2 separate regions of the Mus musculus genome follow, and region 2 is linked to region 1. The links are chromatin contacts, called in public promoter capture Hi-C maps. All regions are on one chromosome and are shown on one strand. Each heading gives the region's core, a stretch centred on a gene start, on an enhancer-like site or on the middle of the called end of the contact. The rest is flanking DNA. Distances are from core to core; before and after follow the strand shown.

Region 1 (4,126 bases), core at 1,219-3,718:
TTTTTTAAAGATTTTAAAAATGTATACGTGTGTGGGAGAGAGTATGTGCATGTGTGTTAGTACCTGTGGAGGCCAGAAGGTGTTGGATTCGATAGAGCTGAAGTTACGGGTGGAGTGAGCATGTAGGTGCAGAGAGCTGAACTCAGCTCCTCTGTAAGAATATCAAGAGCTGTGGCTTTTGAGACAAGGTTTCTCTGTGGCCTGGCTGTCCTGAAACCCAACCTATAGACCAGCTGGCCTCAAACTCACAGAGATCCACTTGCCTCTGCCTCCCAGTGCTGGGATTAAAGGCGTGTGACTCTAGTTACTCACTGTGCAGACTGGCCTGGGACTCCTGGTTGTTTTTCTGCTTCAGCTTCTCAGGTGCTAAGATTACACATGTGTATCACAATGCTGAGAGGAAAATAATAACCTCAGCATGCTCCTCGGGTAGGAGGATCTCAGGTGTAAGGCCAGACTATATAATACAGCCCTGTCTCAAAACAAAAACAAAAACAAAAAAAAAACAAAAAAACCAACCAAACAAAAAAACACACAGCCGGGCAATGGTGGTGGCGCATGCCTTTAATCCCAGCATTTGGGAGTTTAAAGCCAGGCTGGTCTACAGAGAGAGATCAAGGAAAGCCAGGGCTACACAGAGATCCTGTATCAAACAACAAAATTCAATCTAAAGGATTTAGGGGAATATGGTTTTGCAAAGGTTATTTAACAGATGGGTGTGGCAGCACACACCTTTATTCCCAGGGTTTAGGGAGTAGAGGTAGGTGGGGTCTGTGTGAGATTAGGTCAGCCTAAACTATAAATTGAGTTTCAGGCCAGTCAGTCAGTCAGTTAGATCCTGTCTCCAAACACCACCATCATCACACGAAGGCATTTGGTAATCACATTTCCCTTAGTTAACCTTGCTTAAATTGGGTGCCAGCAAACCCTTCAGATTTTGAATTGGCTGGAATCGGTGTAAGGTTCTTTGGAACGCATTTGGTGCCTGACTTCGGTGATCAACTTCAGTTCAGATGGATCCGCAGCAAGAGTGCGACTCTGCTTCCAGCTCCCAAGCTTCTGAGGTAAGGCCTGCAACTGTGGGGTCAATCAGCTGTGCTTCCGACTTTGCTTTTGCCCCACTCCCCTGGTGCGACCAAGTTAGCCATTTTGATTGTGCTTGTATGAATCTATCCCTCAGACTTGTAGTTTGGTCTGTCTACAAAAAGTCCGTCCTCTTGCAGATTTAGCACTACTGTTCTTTAATTTTTATAAATGTGTGGAATTTCTTCTGGAGTGTGGGTATCATACTATCGTCTCCAGGGCCAGATCTCATGGTTATTTGAAGGTGCAGAGCTGTCTTGAGAATTTGCATGGAGAATTTCCCCCAGTGGTCTTCAAAGTGGTTTGGAAGCTAGGAAATTACACCTAGAAGTTGCAGTCACCCAATAATCACACAAATTTGCGGATAGAAATATAAACAGGACTTGGCCCCTTGTCTGCGGGCACTCTGCTTAGCTAGGAAGGAGCACAGAACGGTTAAGAGTGCAGTGGAAATAGGCCCACTTGTCTCAAGATAAAATGGGAAACCTGGTGGAAGGCATTCTCACTGAGGTGGTCTGGTTTAGGAGAAACTGCACATATGGGACTAAAGCTGTGAACCTCGGGTAAACCGGGGAAAGTGTGGAGACCATACTTGCAAACTAGCCCTAAGTAAGGAATTTTTGACACGTCAGCTGGCCAAGAAAAAGAGGGTGTTGTAATAAGTTAGGCAAGAAAACTGGCTGAATCTTAGTCTAAAACAATAACCTATGCAGAACAACGGGACACAACTCCTAGTGGGAGTGAGGTTTGCTGATCCTTACTTTTTTTTTATTTTTGAGGTTACTTTTCTATGTAGTGTTGACTGGCCTGGGAACTCATTCTGTAAGTAGTCTAGTTTTGAACTCACAGAAATCTACTTGCCTCCGCTTTCTGAGCGCTGGTATTAAAGGCGTACGCCACCACACTCCGCCTAGGAATTCCCTAGTTTTAAGCCAGGCCATCCTTTCGAGAGCAAGGTTCACCTGTCGCACAACGGGTGTCTGCCCGTCGAATCCCATAAGCCAATCGGCATCCAAGAATGGGCCACTTCGGTGAGGCGTTTGGAAGATTGGTCCTTTTCGCCTCACCAGTCAGAGGCCAATTGCGGAGCATCCTCCATGTTGTGGGCCCGCCCATGGGTGGAGGATGAACGGAAGGTCGTCACAGTGCGGGCGTATTGTTACCTAAGGACTCAACAGGAGGTGGGGTGTGTTGATTGACAGGCATATTTCACCTACCGGGTTTAGAGAATTTGGCACAGTGGCCCGCCTTAGAGGTGGGGCCTCGTTTGATTGCCAAGTAGAATTCCCCAATAGTATTCGAGCTCGGGGTAACGGGCAGGCTGACTGACTAATGAATCCTCGGCGTGGCCGGCTCAGTTCTCCAATCGCCGATCGGCGGGCCCCAGTCTGAGCGGCGATGGCGGCGGCGGCGGCGGCGGCAGCAGCAGCGGGGGCTGCGGGCGGTCGGGGCTCCGGGCCGGGGCGGCGGCGCCATCTTGTGCCCGGGGCCGGTGGGGAGGCCGGGGAGGGGGACCCGGGGGGCGCAGGGGACTACGGGAACGGCCTGGAGTCTGAGGAGCTGGAGCCTGGGGAGCTGCTGCCGGAGCCCGAGCCCGAAGAGGAGCCGCCCCGGCCCCGCGCCCCTCCGGGAGCTCCGGGTCCTGGGCCCGGCTCGGGAGCCCCCGGCAGTCAGGAGGAGGAGGAAGAGCCGGGACTGGTTGAGGCCGACCCCGGCGACGGCGCCATTGAGGACCCGGTGAGGGGAGGAGGGCGAGCGAGCGGGCCGGGTCATGGGAGGCCCAGAGCACGGACAGGAGGCAGGCAGGCGGGGGGTGGGGTTGGGCGGGGAATAACGTGGCTGGTGGCGGGCCGAGGCCGTTCGTGAGCGGCCTGGTGGGGCATCATGGGTGTCTAGGGTGGCTCTAGAGAAGGTAAATTGACTCTTTTCATTTTTTCTGCGTGTTTTTTTTAAATAATATTTTTTATTTCAATCACGACCCTCGCACGAGGCGAGGGAAATGGCCGAGCACGGCTGTGGCCGGGCCCAGACAAAATGTACGGCACAGCCCCTGCGTCTGGTTAACTGCATGCCCTGCTCATTCATTGTAGGAGCTAGAAGCGATCAAAGCTCGAGTCAGGGAGATGGAGGAAGAGGCTGAGAAGCTAAAGGAGCTACAAAACGAGGTAGAGAAGCAGATGAATATGAGTCCACCCCCAGGCAATGGTGAGTAGATCGCCTCATGCACGCACAGTCCGGATCTTTGGTTGATAGGGTAGTGGGGGAAGACTGCAGCGTGGCAGAAGCCGGGGACCTTGAATGAAGCTGCTCGTCTGAGCAATTTTTTCTGGGCAGGTGCTGTGGTCATAGTCCATTACGTGTTCTACTGACCTTTGTTAGACACAAGCCGTTTTGGTGAAGAGATAGTCTTGTGCCTTCCTTTGTCTCATTTATAAATGTGTTTCTCTTTGTTCTTAGTTTGTCTGTACCCTTCTTGGGGCGATTATCAGCTGGCATTTGACCTTCAAGTCTTAACACTTTTCAGTTGGAGACCCTTTAGTTAGGACTTAGGAACTGACTGGTGGCTGTAAGGGAGGGAGTTCTTTAAAAATGTTAGATTTCAGTCCATTCTGTTTTGTTTGCTTTGAGGCATTTCAGCTAAAGCTGAATAGAGACTCGACTTGAAAAACGTAAAATCTTAACACCGTTTTTTATGGTCTTTTAAGAGGTAGTTTCTCTAATGTATATTGAAACCTACTATGTGCTAAACACTGTTATAGGTAATTGGTATAGTAGAAGTATACCCAAAATTTAGCCTGCGGGTGGAAGTGTGTGTGTATTGATCGAGCAGAAGATGTGCTTGCCTAAGGTAATTTTTTTCCCCTCTAAAAGCTGGCCCAGTGATCATGTCTCTTGAGGAGAAGATGGAGGCTGATGCCCGCTCTATCTACGTTGGCAATGTATGTATCAAGGAATAGTCTGCTTTGGGTTTTGGGGGGGACTTTTGTTTCTTATTCCTTACTTTGTTATGTGTTCAAATTGGAGTTTCCCCAGTACTTGTCAA
Region 2 (4,126 bases), core at 890-3,389, 990 kb after region 1:
CTACATGTCGATCAAGAGTAGGGAGTGACTGAAATTCAGATTTCCAAGGTGGGGCAGTTCTAGGAGGTGGCTGAGGGAGAGGACATGTGGTTACTGATGACTCATTCGTGACCTTTGACTCTGCCTCCAGGTCTGTATACCTGCTCTAGTTTCCCCTATTAGCCAGAGCAAACACACACACACACACACCCAAGCCTCTGGTCAGGCAATGAGGGCCAGAGTCCATTGGGACCTGGCACAGATGGACGGCAGGATTCCTGCCTTCTGACTGTCCCAGTTTACCTGCAGAATGTTTACATGTTCAGGGTAGGCACATGGCCCCATCCTGTCTCTCCAGCTACGGATGCTCTGTGGCCTTCCCCACACTGCTTTTTTGTGGTTGAGCTGTCAGCCCTGTTCACAGGGTGCTGGCCGAGAGCTCTCATTGCTGGCATTCCTCACAGGATGGAGCCCGCAGGTACTATGAGGCTGGTCCATCTGGGCCCCTGTGGGAGCCTGTCAAGCTTACCTGCGCCACCTGTCACCAAATAGCGCTGAGCAGGAAGCTGGGGTGGAGAACAGGAGGAGTGGAGTCTGTGAAGAAGTGCAAGCTTCCCTCTTAGCAAACCCTGCCTTAAACTGGAGCTGCGGAGGGGCAGGAGGGGCAGCAGGAGACTGGGAGGGCGACCTGAGTGAGGCGTTTTGTCTAGAGGTTCCGTAGCTCTGCTCTGCTCCTAGCCTTGGGTGTTTAACTATGATCTCATGCAAGGAGGTGGGCCGTAGGCAGCCTGGAGGGGGCCTTTCTCTTGCTCCAAAGATACTTTGTTTCTGGGGCAGGGAAGGGCAGAAAGATGCTAGACATCTCCGTTTAAAGGCTTGGGTCCTCAGAGTGGGAAGATGAGGAAGCCTGAGAAGCTCGAATACTTCCAGCCACCCAGAAGATTCCCCCGACGCAGGCGCAGGGACACACGGTCCCCCGGGTCCAGGGGAAGCAGCACAGAGCTTGTGGCTGCCTCTCGGGTCACATCAGGGTCATTTGCAAAGGCTGAGATGACCGGCCATGTGTTCAGCATCAGACTCACCTGGGGAGGGGAGCCCAGTTAGCATCTATGTCCTAGTCCTTAGCTCAGGACACCCCGCCCCCCATCCTCCCAAGAGTTTTCTTTTGGGAACTTGAGGGTCAGTGGGCTCTCCAGTGAGCACTGAGGGGTGGCCAGTGTTGGGTTCTGTACATCTGCCATACCCTGCTAGCCTTTCCTCCCTTGCTCCTGGTCCCTGGGATACAGGTCCAACAGAAGGGCTATCCAGGGATGTGCTGCGGTCCACTATGACCCTCCCTTCCCCCCGGAGGTGGACTGGCACTTAGGTCACCTGGACAGTTTGGCGGTTGTACACCTTGACCACGTGGAATCGGAAGCTGTAGACTCCACGGACAGGGGCCACGAAGCAGCCCGAGGTCCGATCAAAGCCCTCGCCCTCATTGACCAGTACCTGTGGGGAAGCAGATTGTGTTGAGAGGGATTCTGGGTGCCGGGAGCTCAGGAGCATCACTGGGTTGGCATTTGTGCAGTGGGTGAGGAGAGAAGGGGTGGCAAACGGGTGTGACAGGAATGTGTAGAGTCAAAAACTATGAGGAAGGGCTACGGTGCTGTGTGTATGAATGAAAGAAGGCCAACCAACGGTCAGTGGCCATCTTAGAGGAAGGTGGTGCAAGAGATGCAGGTAATGGTTTCCTTGGAGTCCGAGGGATGCAAAGGGGCTTGGACAGTAGAGTCCAGGTCCTTGCATGTCTTCCGGACAGAGGCAGAGGGATTACCTGGTCGAAGTAGATGGCACCACTGGTACCGTTGCCGGTTTCTCCTGCTGGTTCATGGTGATGGCTTCGGACTGCAGCAAACGCCACTCGTCCTGGGGGTGCCTCTCCCAGGGCTGCACCCCCAGGTCCTCCTGCAGTAGGTCGGCCTGGCTCACAGACCACCAGGCACTCCCCCTCCAGTAGGACAGGCTCTGACCCTTCTTGAGCCCACCCAGCCTCCAGGGTCAGAAGCACCAGGGCCAAGGACAGCTTGGGTTTGTGCCATTCCGTCCCCATCCTTGCTAGGTGCCTCTGTAACTCACAGATTTTCCTGTCTTCTGTCCCCTTGGCTCTCCCCCCTCTGCTTCAAGGCTTCAGTACTCCTGCCCTGCTCTGCTGTCCTCTGTGAGTCTGGCACCTAGCCCGGGCACTCCCCTCCCTGTATCTTTTTGTGTCCCACAGCTCTGCCTGGCCTTACTACTGCTGTCTCTGCGGATCCCTCCTCCTTGGCAGAGCATGGAGTGACAGCAGTTGGGCCCTGGGAGGGAGAAGAGGAATGGAGAGAGGATATGAGGGCTCTAGCCACACAAGGGTGTGTACACACACACACACACACACACACACACACACGAAACAAAATTTCTTCAATTCCTTTCTCATCTTCTCCTTTTCAGTCTTTCTCCATGGGGTTTTCCTTATTGTGGCAAGGTGTGTGTCCTCATCTCCCCCCCCTTCCCCCCCTACTCCCCCAACTCTATCTACTTGGTGAAAGTGCTTGTGTCAAGGGCAGGATTCTCTTGTGACTCTGGACCAGTCACTTCTCTTGGAACCATCAACTGCAGAACTCCCAAGGACCCCAGGAACTGGAGGCGAACGTGAGAGTTGGCAGGAGGCGTTGGGGGTGGGGTGAGTGTCTGTGACCCGGTAGGCCCCGCAGGGGATGTGGAGGGCGGGTCGCTCGGCAGCAGGACAGCAGGCCGAGCCGGGGAGGAGGAGCGCAGCCCTGCCCCGAGCCCTGGCCAGTGCGGCCCTAGCGGGGGAGGAGCCGAGCTGGCTCCGCCCCGGGCCGGAAAGTGACTCCAAAGCCACAACGCGTTGTTGACGAGAGAAGTCTAGGTTGGGTGAAGGATCCGAGAAGGCCCTCCCAGATTCGGGCTCCCAGCCCCAGGCCCCTGGGGCGCGGGAGAAACGCGGGCCCCTCCTCCCCCGCCGCGGGCACCTAGAGGAGCGGGCGGAACTCGCGGCTTTGGCGGTAGGCGTCCCCCTTCCGGGCGATCGGGAGCTGAAGGCCGTGGCGGGAGGGTGGTCGGGCTGGGGGCGGCCGCCGCAGGCTGTGGGAGGGCGGGCTATGCCCCTGGGCCCCGGGTGGGATGCTTGACAGTGGACAAACGAGGAGGGGGGGCGGGGGCGGGGAGGTGGGAGTGGTTAGTGAAGGAATAAGGCGGATAGGGGAAACCCCCACCCCAGGACTACACTGTTAGAGCCTCTGGCGCGTATTCATTTCCCAAGAGGCCCTCCTCTACTCAAAAAATCCGAGACCTCTCAGCTCTGGGACTCTTTCCTCAAACCACCCACTTCTTGTGACCCTCAAAATGAGCTGGAGGCCCTCTCAACTCGTCCCTTCTCAGGGCGGTGGTCATCAGTTTTCTCTGGCCAGTCGCCCACCCCAGCTAGCCCTGTTTAAGAAGGGCTTACTCTCAGGGAGAGGCCTGTGTATAGATGATTTTCTATATTCTCCACCCGCGAGGTGGACTTGCTATCTCCTGGGGTTGTTTACCAGTTCTGTCACTAGGTGCGACCTGTTGATTGTTGGATGTATGCCATGTGATTAGGATTTGGGTTGAAGGGAGACAGAGACTTTGAGATTGCCTCTGCCCTTCCAGGACTCCAGGTAGAAGCCATGTCTACTTGGGGGTTTGCCTCCCCGACTCCCGACCGCTTTGCGGTGTCTGCGGAGGCCGAGGACAAGGTTCGGGAGCAGCAGACTCGCTTGGAGCGTATCTTCAACGTGGGAATGAGCGTCCTCTCCAAAGACTGCCCAGAGAATCCTCATATCTGGTTGCAGCTTGAGGGCCCCAAGGAGAACGTCTGCAGAGCCAAGGTGAAGTCCTCTTCCTTTTAGGGCTGCTACAAAGCCTTTTAGGACGCTGCCCCTCCCGAGGCCGAGTCGGAGGAGGGACTGGGAAATGCCTCTTGGCAATCTTATTGGCTGCCTCTCTCTTGAGCTTTGAGGAACTCAGCAAACCTTTTTATTTAGAATTTTGGTTTCACTTCTGCTGTGCTGCCTAGGTTCTTCAGGCTTTAGAACCAAATCACTTCATGCTCTTGGAGATAGTAAGGTAATCCCCTCTG

What was found. Promoter capture Hi-C pulls out the DNA fragments that hold promoters and counts their contacts.
Region 2: a promoter capture Hi-C map of pre-B cells shows a contact between it and region 1, with 3 times the contacts expected there. The contact joins the promoter of Cbln3 here to the promoter of Pabpn1 in region 1. A contact is called at or near these places in 3 of 39 promoter capture datasets (cranial neural crest, liver and pre-B cells), 2 of 484 Hi-C or Micro-C datasets (CD8 T cells and pre-B cells) and 3 of 9 other capture datasets (adipose tissue, embryonic stem cells and liver).

The regions. Positions count from the first base shown.
Region 1 is chr14:54,891,675-54,895,800 of GRCm38.p6, forward strand. Pabpn1 (poly(A) binding protein, nuclear 1) reads left to right here and starts at 2,469. Exons shown (of 7, transcript NM_019402.2): 1 at 2,469-2,820; 2 at 3,174-3,288; 3 at 3,955-4,022. The coding sequence starts at 2,482.
Region 2 is chr14:55,882,117-55,886,242 of GRCm38.p6, forward strand. Cbln3 (cerebellin 3 precursor protein) reads right to left here and starts at 2,140. Exons shown (of 3, transcript NM_019820.3): 1 at 1,796-2,140; 2 at 1,351-1,470; 3 at 1-1,061. The coding sequence starts at 2,071. The coding sequence ends at 864. It overlaps Khnyn (KH and NYN domain containing), which reads left to right and starts at 2,826. Exons shown (of 8, transcript NM_027143.3): 1 at 2,826-3,026; 2 at 3,658-3,875. The coding sequence starts at 3,675.